2 separate regions of the Rattus norvegicus genome follow, and region 1 is linked to region 2. A link is a contact called in public Hi-C data. All regions are on one chromosome and are shown on one strand. Each heading gives the region's core, a stretch centred on a gene start, on an enhancer-like site or on the middle of the called end of the contact. The rest is flanking DNA. Distances are from core to core; before and after follow the strand shown. Region 1 overlaps LOC103692605 (a long non-coding RNA gene). Region 2 has its middle 3.0 kb from the start of Id2.

The links. Hi-C and Micro-C count contacts between places; a contact is called where the count stands out from the background.
Region 1: a Hi-C map of the A7r5 cell line shows a contact between it and region 2, with 3 times the contacts expected there. The contact joins two enhancer-like sites. A contact is called at or near these places in 3 of 12 Hi-C or Micro-C datasets (the A7r5 cell line, the Rat2 cell line and mammary epithelial cells) and 1 of 1 datasets of contacts at active chromatin or transcription factors (oligodendrocytes).

What each region holds. Positions count from the first base shown.
Region 1 is chr6:47,642,679-47,647,522 of GRCr8, forward strand. It overlaps LOC103692605 (a long non-coding RNA gene), which reads left to right. Exons shown (of 2, transcript XR_001838348.3): 2 at 1-3,497. Among named protein-coding and RNA genes, the nearest start is that of Id2, 170 kb to the left of the region's middle. Within about 2 kb of position 3,318, at least 8 of the 93 cell types and tissues checked have an H3K27ac peak or open chromatin away from gene starts, as enhancers often do. A contact at or near this core is called in the A7r5 cell line, where this site is marked.
Region 2 is chr6:47,471,540-47,476,413 of GRCr8, forward strand. No RefSeq gene overlaps it. Among named protein-coding and RNA genes, the nearest start is that of Id2, 3.0 kb to the left of the region's middle. Within about 2 kb of position 2,917, at least 36 of the 93 cell types and tissues checked have an H3K27ac peak or open chromatin away from gene starts, as enhancers often do. A contact at or near this core is called in the A7r5 cell line, where this site is marked.

The DNA.
Region 1 (4,844 bases), core at 2,068-4,567, 170 kb after region 2:
AGAATGGAGAATGTTTGCCCTGTGGGTCTCCAAACCGCTCGCACAGCACATTTAAAATGCATTCATCCCCCAAGTTAGAAATTAAGATTTTCAAGTGAATCCCCAAAAAATCAATGTGACAAATACCGTAACGGAGGGGCAGGACCCCGGAGAGTTCAAGGAAGCATCACAGACCTCGGCAGCAAACCAGCAAACGCAAGGTACTTTCCCTGCCTTGGACCACAGTGCTTAACTTTTATGCTGATTACACAATTACTATTCAATGTTATTTAACACCTGGAAAGTTGATTTGACCTGTTCAGACGGCCAGACAGTGGGATGGGGTGTGTCAGAAGAGCTCAAAGTCTTAAATGGCTTTCAAGCTGCTGCCTTAGAGGCAACGAGGTAGAGGGAGGTAATAAGGAAGAATAAACAAACAGAAAAACTAACTTAATAAAAACAACCAAGAGAAAGGGCAAGAAACCCAGTGGGCTCCTACATAGAGAGAATACGGCGGGGAATAAAGGATAACTATTTCTAGCGGGAAGAGCCAAGAAGATAAGCACCAGGTAGGCTGCACCTGCCTTTCTTAGGTAACCTCTGAAGAATGCAATCACAGGTTCCTGTTTATCCACACCCCCAGCTCTGCACTCCCTTCTGTGGAGCCTCTCCACCCAGCTTCACAACCTTTATTTTACTTTCTGGCAACACACAGAGGCTGCTCACACCTGAGCTATGCGTGCACATGGGGCGCTTCTCTGTCACTTGCTATTTGGAGATTCATTCCTAGAACCCTGCTTATGTCTCCACGCACTCTCTTGCTTTCTAAAAGGACTGAACTGAAGCCGGGAGCCCAGATTGACAAATGCCTTGTGTTCTCTGTTATGCCGATTCTGAATCCTCCCTTTCCATTGTTAAATGTGTGTGTGTGTGTGTGTGTGTGTGTGTGTGTGTGTGTGTCTAAGGTGGGAGTAAGTGTGGATAAAGGGCAGGAAACTAAAAGGGATCCTTGAGATGAAAAACGGGGGGGGGGTAGGAATGACAATAGAACACATTACACATTAACTGTAAGGGAGGCAAAAGGGCAGGGGGGTGGCACTGGAGCAAGGGGCAGGGAAATGGGAGGGAGGGGTATGAGAATCAATTACAAAAAAAAAACCACGTCTGCAAATACTATCAGAGAACCAATTACTTGCAAGCTAGGCAGATAAATAAATAAACAAACAAACAAATAAATAAATAAATAAACTCTAAAAATAAAACTGCAAACTTCCTTGTATACCTATATCACAGGTATATTCCTGTGTGCTCTTAGTTGTCTTCAGAATGTTTGCTTGCATAAGATTGCGCCGCCTTGGGCTTAGCCTCTCCCTGCTTCCACCCCCACCTCCACCTCCACCCCACCTCCAGCCCCACCCCACCCCCACCAGTCCCCACCTCCGCATCCGGCAGGCAGGCAGGCAGCAGGCAGTCCTGTCCTGGGTCCCATCGCATACACGGATGGGTGTAGCGGGAGGCGGAGCCAGGCGCTGCTGGCCAGACGAGGGGCCTTTGGGGGAAGAGTGGGGGAGAAGAGGTCGCCCAGCTGCAAGGCAGGTGCTGCTGTCACCGGAGGCGTGGGTGAGCTAGAAGACAGCCTTGCATGCTCCACCAAGGTCCCTTAACCCCATGTCCCTACTCCCTTCCCTCTCTGAGCCCCAGCCACCTGCCTAGGAGCAGTTTCCACGCCTGGAGGGTGAGCCAGGGCTGAGCCTGGACAAGGGCTGTCTGGGTGGACCCTTCCACTCACCCAGGACGCCAGCACCGCGCCAAGAGCTGTTGACTCAGGTGACCTGCTCTAAGAGTCCTGTCAATTCCGAGCCCACATTCTACGCTCTGGACTGATTGGAGGCCCTCCATGCTGAATTGTACAACCACACAGTGGGCCACACTACTGTTGCAGGGCCTGGCAGACACGTTCTGGTCTGGTAACAGGTGTCCTTGACTGGACAACCATCTTCAGTCCTGCCTGATAGTGTCCACAATGCATCTAAGCCCCTAGGATTTTCAAGTCCCTTCATGCCCTCTCTGGTTCTGGCAGACAACTTTCGTAATGCCTTATCTCTAAGCCAGGTCTCTGGAGCCAGCAAGGGAATTGGGCCGGAGTTTGAACTTCCAGGTTAAAGTTTAGATACCTGAGCCTCTATCTGAGGTGCCCGCTCCTCACAACTGCCTTCCTGCAGCAGCATTCTCCCTTCTTTCTGGGCGTCCCGTGGGTGGTGGGTTACCTGTGAAAGGCAGAGTGAAGAGGGCCTGCCACCTGCACAGGCCTCTGAAAGCCTTTGAAGGGCTTCAGGCTGGGCGGGTTGGAGATGCGTAGGCCCTGAGCCCCTGCGAGCACGCCCTTCGGTTTTCATTCTCTTGGTTGTCTTCATCAAGATACATCATTCTTCGACATTTCCTGCTCAGAAATCTTTGAATCGCGGTTCTTTGTCCCGACAGCAGGTGCAGACACCTAGCTCCGAGAAGGCCTGCTCTTAGACGCCCCTGCGTTACTCACTCAGTCTCAAACCACAAAAGATCGTTCGCTCCTCCAGGGAGATCCAGTGATGTGGGATAGAGCGAGTGAAGGCCAGAACACCCCCTGACATCTCCATGTTCACGGGTCAGAGTGCCTGTCTTGTTCAGAAGCCAGGAAGCCAAATTCTAGGTCCTCAGCAGACAGGCACCACAGCCTGCTTGCTGTTCCTTGCTTTGACTTCTAGAACTGAGCGGTGCACCCTCGCTGCCCCTGTTAGGAGCAGTGGCGATTGGGCATTTGAGTACAAGTGAAAATGTTAAACTGTTTGCTGGGGATTGAAGAGTAGGACAGATTTTCCCATCAACCTCATGACTTCTTCCTGAGTGCTGTAAACGGACAAATCTTGAGAGGACTGTCTTACTTTCTGCCTTGGTAACCCGTCCTTGTGCATTTCAAACAGGAGATCATGGCTGGGGATGCACTGTTAGTCTGCTTTGTTATGAATGAGGCACTGGGGTTGGTTCCCTCTCACTGGTAATGGTTTGCAGCAAGACACACCCAGACTTTATTTAGCCGGTAAACCTTTCCTTCTTAGGCACTGGCCTACAGATGCCACAGCTGATACTCACAGGATATTGGGCTCAACAGGTTTCATCCTGATACTTTTATAAGATGATGCTGGACTCTAGGGGCCGCTTCACTGGGGGGGGGGGGTGCATAAAAGCCATTAACTCCAGCGGTTTCCATAAAGGAAGTGCCCCGCTTCCTCTGTCACAGCCCCAGCAGCTCTGGATGATGACAGATTACAATCCTTGGGCATCGTAAGAACGAACACCCTGGGTTACTCACTCCATGCGCCTGGCACCGTGCCACATCGAATGGAGGAGAGCCTGAGTCACAAACCTCACGGACTTCAGTGCCATGCGATTTAATTCCTTTTGTGCCTTACTTTCCCTCCTTTGTCTGGTGGGGGTGTGTGTGTGAAAAGAGCCGTATAGACTCAGTATGAGGAAGAAACGAATCTGTAAATCTCTTTAGAATAGAGCCTGGTGCCAGTCAATATGAAAGTGGGGGCTCCTGGCTATTTAATCTTGCGGTTGGGTCATTTGGTTGAGCAATGTTGATCTTAATTGGTGTGTTACTAAAAGTTTTCTTTTTTCTTTTAACGAGATGGGAAGAGGGGAAAAGAGAGGAAGATCGTGAAAGAGAGGGGGAGAGACAGTGTGAGCCGAGGTAGTGGGAAGCAGAACATTATTAGTCTACATCAAGGGGAAGCCATCGGCTAACATGGGCTCCAGCGTTCCTAACTCCTTGGTGGATCCACACTGGAATGACCAGCTGCTTTCAGAGAGTGTGACATAGTGAGACTGAGGTCCGGATTGGCACTGGCCGGCCATCAAGTCTTACACTGGCGTAAGCTCTATTGAAGGCACGGATTGCGGTCTACAGTACTTCTTCTTCAACGTTACATAAAATGCAGTTTTAGGTTATCCACCCAACGACCACTGGGCACCGAGGAATACTGAAAAATAAGAACGCTATGTGTGTTCATCCGCTCAGTCTGAGCATCCGAAAGTGGCGTGACTGAAAGAGAAGTCTCTGGAATACAGAGCTGAAGCCAGGGCTGCACAAAGGTTTGCTGAATGCTCTAACCAATGTCGGTGCTGGCTGGCAAGTCCGTCTGGGAAGCAGCCAGCAGGAAATGTGTGAGCAGCCTCACACGGCTGCACCTGCCTGCCCTTGGAACGCCTCCTGTAGTTGAAAGCATCTCAGGTCAGGTCCTTTCTGAGATGGTTCTCCTGAACCGAGAGCTCTAAGGAGTGGGCTTGGGACTATGCGTTGACTCCAGGCAGTGACTGGAGAGGGCTGTGCAAAGCCCTGGTCCGGGCAGCATCTGTCTTGAGCTATAACTCATTGCAATTGCGTTACAGGCTAGGCCCAGGTGAGACTGAAGTGGCCTGGGTTGTTTTTCTAGAAATGGAAATGGTACCTGCTGAGTCATCCAAACTCTTACCAGATGGCTTTTGTTAGCAACCATTTGTATTTCCTAGACACGTTTTTTTTTATAAATGTCAACCGTTCTTAACCCCTTCTTCTCCACAGAACCTGTGTGGCCATCTCAGTCTCCTCGCTGACAGTGTATGGACGTGAGAGGTGACCACCCGAGAAGATCTGTCGGCAGTCTCATGATGCTTCAGGAATATCTGACAGCGATACAAAAGGAGACAGATTTTATGGGAAGTTGCTGTTTATGCCATGACAATTAGACTCGATCCCTTGCAAGCGCTTCCTCCTCCTCCTATCTGCCAGATAGCAGAACAAATGCTGCTTTGCCCTGTGTAGATAAGAACACAGCGGAGAGGGG
Region 2 (4,874 bases), core at 1,667-4,166:
CATTCACGGCAGGTTTAGCGTGGGATTTTGCAACTTGGAGCAACGCGGGAGGCCTTCTCGGAAACTCAGTGACACGAATTGTAGGGAGCACTGTGCGGTCTCCCTCAGACCACAGAGGAGCCCTGAGGGACCTGGTACGTCCGGGACCCCCCCTCCTCCTCGAGAACGAGGCAGAGTTAGTATAATGACTCCATTAATCGAAGGTCATTAGTGGGGTTTGCACACTGGAACTACATTTACATACATTGCCCTTGGTCTGTGCCCTTCAGTGTAGGTGGCAAAGTGATGCGATTAATTATGCGCAAATCGTGATTTCTGGTGTCAACATTCCAGCACTTACAGCTCTTGGGAAGCTCTTTGTCAGGTAGGTGGTCCTAGCTACTGACTGACAGCTTATCGCTGTTTTTAAAGAAAATTCTGTTACGTACGAGGTTTGGAATCTTTCAGCACCCCTCCTAGATGCAGCTACATTTTGAAAAAGTTTGGAGCTCTTGACTCCAACGCTTTAATTTCTGAATTCTTGTTCTGCTGAAGACTACTGTATATTAGTCGTGTATTAGAGGAAAACAATATTTATCTTAAGCCCAGAAAGGGTTTTTTTGGTCTCAATCTCCCACATCCTCTGAATGCAATAAAGAGAAAGAATGCAGAATCCGGGCAAAGCTCCGTGGTGAAGAAACAGTATTTTCCCTTCAATTAATGATTAATTCCTCAGCTGGTGGGCCAGGCAGTCTCTGACCTCCACGTGACAGCCATGTGCCCCAGGGCTTCTCTCTAAGGAGGCAGAGTCCGGTGGTGTAGTGGTGGTAAAATCCGGCCATCTCAGTTTGGAGGCTGCAGGACTCTCTGCCCTGCAGAGAAATCTGCACAAGGCTTGCACTGCCTCCTGAAACTCAGTGACAGTGTTCTATTGACAACTGTCCTGTTATTAAGCTGGTAGTGATTTACTATCTGAGTCCCCCCACAGTTCGAGCCTCTTGATGTACTTTGTGTGCATGTGTTTCTGTCACATACGTGCCACAGCGGAACAGATTTTGTTTTGACACTTTTGGTTCATGATGTTATACTCTGAGTATTTTACAATAATAGCCAATGTAAACAAACATCTCTGGGATTCTCAAATTATTACTTATGATTCTTGGACATTGCATCTCTGCGGTACTGACGCATTCTTAGCTTTTTCCAAGGACACCGTATGTTAGCACCGGTGCCAGCCTCATTATTCCAACAGAAAGGCCCTGGGCTGGATGATAATGAGCGCTGTGCAGCATCGCTCGACACACTGGCAGCGACGACGCATGAGCGCCTTCTCCCAAGACCATTCCTGTACCCTGATATAGTAAAATTGCTAAATATGGTGAAAGTTTTCTGGCGTTTCTTTCTCTGGCTGTCATGCCAGAGTCCAGTCTGCCGGGCTGCGCTGAATCGGATTCTGTTGGCACACTACCCAGTTTTTGCATTCATTTAAAGATCATTTTAAGGGGATTGTGAAACTGTATAAGTTAATGACTGAAAAGGACGGAGTTACCAGTAAGTCTGTCACAGCAAGCCTGGGCTGACATTTCTTAAAATTATGTTTTGGGGCTGGGGATTTGGTGGGAACCCTTTTCGGGACGGCTTATAATGGTATATAAAAATCGGTTCATTGGTGTGGATTTTCATCTGAGAGCCCTGAAGTTCAAATGGTCCCAGCTGCAGGACGCGCCCAGATGCAGAAAGGGCGGGATCCGTGGGTGGTGGGAAGGTGTGAAGGGCTTCCGGCGGTGTGTGTGTGTGTGTGTGTGTGTGTGTGTGTGTGTGTGATATTGGCCGCCCCTGCTACCCACCGGGACGCCCCCCATTTAAAGCAACAGACCCGCTTGGAGTTGCCCGAACCCTGCTACCAGCCCCCCGGATCCCCCACCATGTCCAGGCCACGCGCGATAATCAGAAGCAGGTCCCGGCCCAGCCACCTTGGCTACTATCCCCGCGTGATGCCACGAGGGCGGGAGGAGCCGGCTTGGCGGGGGCGAGTCTCAAGGTCTTCTCTGCACATCTGGCGCAATTGGGAGCTCTCGCCTTTCTTCCCCTCGGTTTTGTTCTCACAGCTGTGTCCATTCCGCCCGTGACCCCCCGAGTGATCCCTGACAGGTGATGAATTGGCAGCAGCGGCGGCGGCAGCGGCGCGCGGGCCAGGCCGCGGCGGGGCCGGAGCCGGAGCCCCGGAGCAGACTCTCTGGCGCCAGGCGCGTGACGCCGCCCATTCACGCCGCCCTGCAGCCTTGTCCTCGCGGCGCCGCTCAGGCGGCTGCCATGGTAACCGCGCCGTCACTCAGCGCGCGCGCCCAGCTGATCAATGCCTGCAAGGCCCGGCGGTCCCAGGCTCGCCCTGACCGGGCCGTCAGCCTGCGCGCACCTGCAGCCTCTGCACGTCTTAAGTTTCGAGTGATTTGGGGGAAGAAGGAAGACCGAGAAGAAAAGAATAGGGGAAAAAAAGGGGGGGGTGTAAAAGAGGAGGAGAGAAAAAAAAATAAAAAAGGCCGGGAGAGGGAGAAGAACTCTTCCTTCGCAAAAGGGGATGGGGGGTGTGGGTAATGCGGCTTAGACCTTGCCAAAGCAAAAGGTTTTGCTTTATTTCATTTGTTTTTGCAATAGAGGCGTGGAGCTGGCGGGAGGGTAGCAGTGGATGCAAAGGAGGTCACTGTCTCTTCGCAGGACAAGATTTATTTATTCCTCTGGATCTTCTTGGTTCTCGCCCGGATGGCTTTGACTCCAAAAGAAAAAAAAAGTCTTTGAAGGACCCTTATCCTCGGCCCCCTCACCCCCCACCCCCACCCCGCGCCCGGTCCTACTGACATCCTCTTAGGAATCCTTAGTGGTTATGCAAAAAGCATCAGACTTTTCCCGAACAGCCCCTCCTCCACCCTGAGAGGTGGTAGGATGCACTGCTGCCTGAGGTCTTCTAGCCACTCTTGAGACTCAGCGTGCAGCTCCCGCATCTGCGTGCTCATTTCCGCTAGGAGAGCGGCGGGGGGTGAGAGGTGTGGCGGGGGCTGGGGGGCGCAGGCCTAGCCCCTTCATAGTGTGAGTTTTTTCCTGACATCACCTAGAATCCAGAAACTTGTAAGTCAGCCTGGAGACACAGACACCTCCTCTGTCCGGGTTTATCTCCAGGGAAAGCTCCCTTTTAGGAACCAGATGCCAACACTTCCGGATAGTTTATGGCACCCGGATCCCTCAAGGGTGCTCATCCACCGCTGAGAGTGTTAGCAGCCGTTATTCATCGCCTGTCCGGCAGAGTCGTCTTCTGCTGGCCCTAAAACCCAAGGGTGAGGGTGGGAGGGCTGGGGATTTGGGGGGAGGGGGTTGCGGCTCACAACCCGCCAGAGCTGTTATCTGGCTTATCCGAGTTTGTTGTGGTTTTCGAGGAAACAGCATCTGGGTTGTATAAGGATTCGAGTTTTTGCTTTTCGTGTTTATTTAATACCTTGGCAAGAGGGAGCCCTTACCCTGAAACCAGATAAACCGAATTTGGGTTTAAAAAGGCCTTAGATGAGGGGCGCTAGGACTGAAGGAAAAAGAGCAAAGCCACTTAAAGCAAACAAGAGGATGTTTGTTTTTCTCTTTGGGGTAACTTTTTTTTTTTTTGAAGACTCTTACACTTCGTGTCACACACAGCTAATAAATGGCATTAGCGAAGTGTCGCAGCTACTACAATGGCTTAGCCATAAGTCGGCCCGCCCTTGCCTCGCCACAATTCCGGCCATAACTCCTTCTAGGATTCCTTCACAGTTCTGTTTACCTGCAGATCTGGAGTCCCAGCTAAAAAAAAAAAAAAAAAAAAAAAAAAAAAAAAAAAAAAAAGCCGTGCCAAATCCAATTGCGTGCCACTGTCTGATCCCCTTTTAGAAGGATCACTTTCCAGCCTGGTTCAAAGAAAGTCAAGTTTGGGAAATTCGGCGGAAGGGTCCGATTTAAACTATGGAGCGCCGCAAATATTTTGTTACCAATACTGTGAAGTGCTCCGATTTGCGGCTGCTTTTGGCATTGACAAAGGATTTTCCTGCGACTTTTACTCCGGTCACCAAATTTAAAAAGGAAAATTAACTGGACTGAGCGATATGTCTTGGAAAACAATCTCGGGCTGCCTGCGAACTGGCGGGAGCGGGGGCTGGCGTCGCCCAGTCTGCGCCACCGGGAGGCGCGCGCCGCTGGTCGGGCCACCACCGGAGCCGGGGTCACCGCGGGGACCCCAGGCCGCAGCCCGCAGGGAGCCCCCCCCCCAGCCCTCCAAGCGCAAAGAGCGTAGCGCACAGGCCACCCGCGTCTGCCCACTGGCGTCCGTGGGAACCCGCAAGCAGCCTGCAACAAGGGCGGGCTTGTCCGGAATCAAACTGCTTCTTAATATTATAATGCCGCACCAAAAGCAAAACCTGGCCCGGCTTGGGAGTCCCTAACAAGAAACACATTGTGTGCGCTGCCTCCGCCTTGGTTGGCTCCAGCCTCGTTTGCGCGCCGGCCGCACTGCAGACAGCCAAGTCCAGGACTGTAGTCTACCCGAGCCCGGAGCCCGCACCACGTGCGCCCGGGGCACCCCTGCCGCGCCCCTGGCGGGGTGGGGCCGCTAGAGCTTCTTGGGTGAGCCTGCAGCTCCGGGCTTTGCCTTTTGCTAGCTCTGCAGGCCACTGGGCTCATCATCTCTCTAGACATTGGTGCTCCAGTTCAGGTTGGGAAACTTGTTTTTTTTTTTTTTTTTTTTTTTTTTTTTTTTTTTTTTTAAGTTTGACGTTCTTCTACTTCCCTCAAGTTTTAGGCATCCCCCCAGACTCCCTCCTTCCCAGTGGTAATTCACAGACTTCTCCGCAGTTAAAGGAAAGCACACGAGGGTCTTGCAC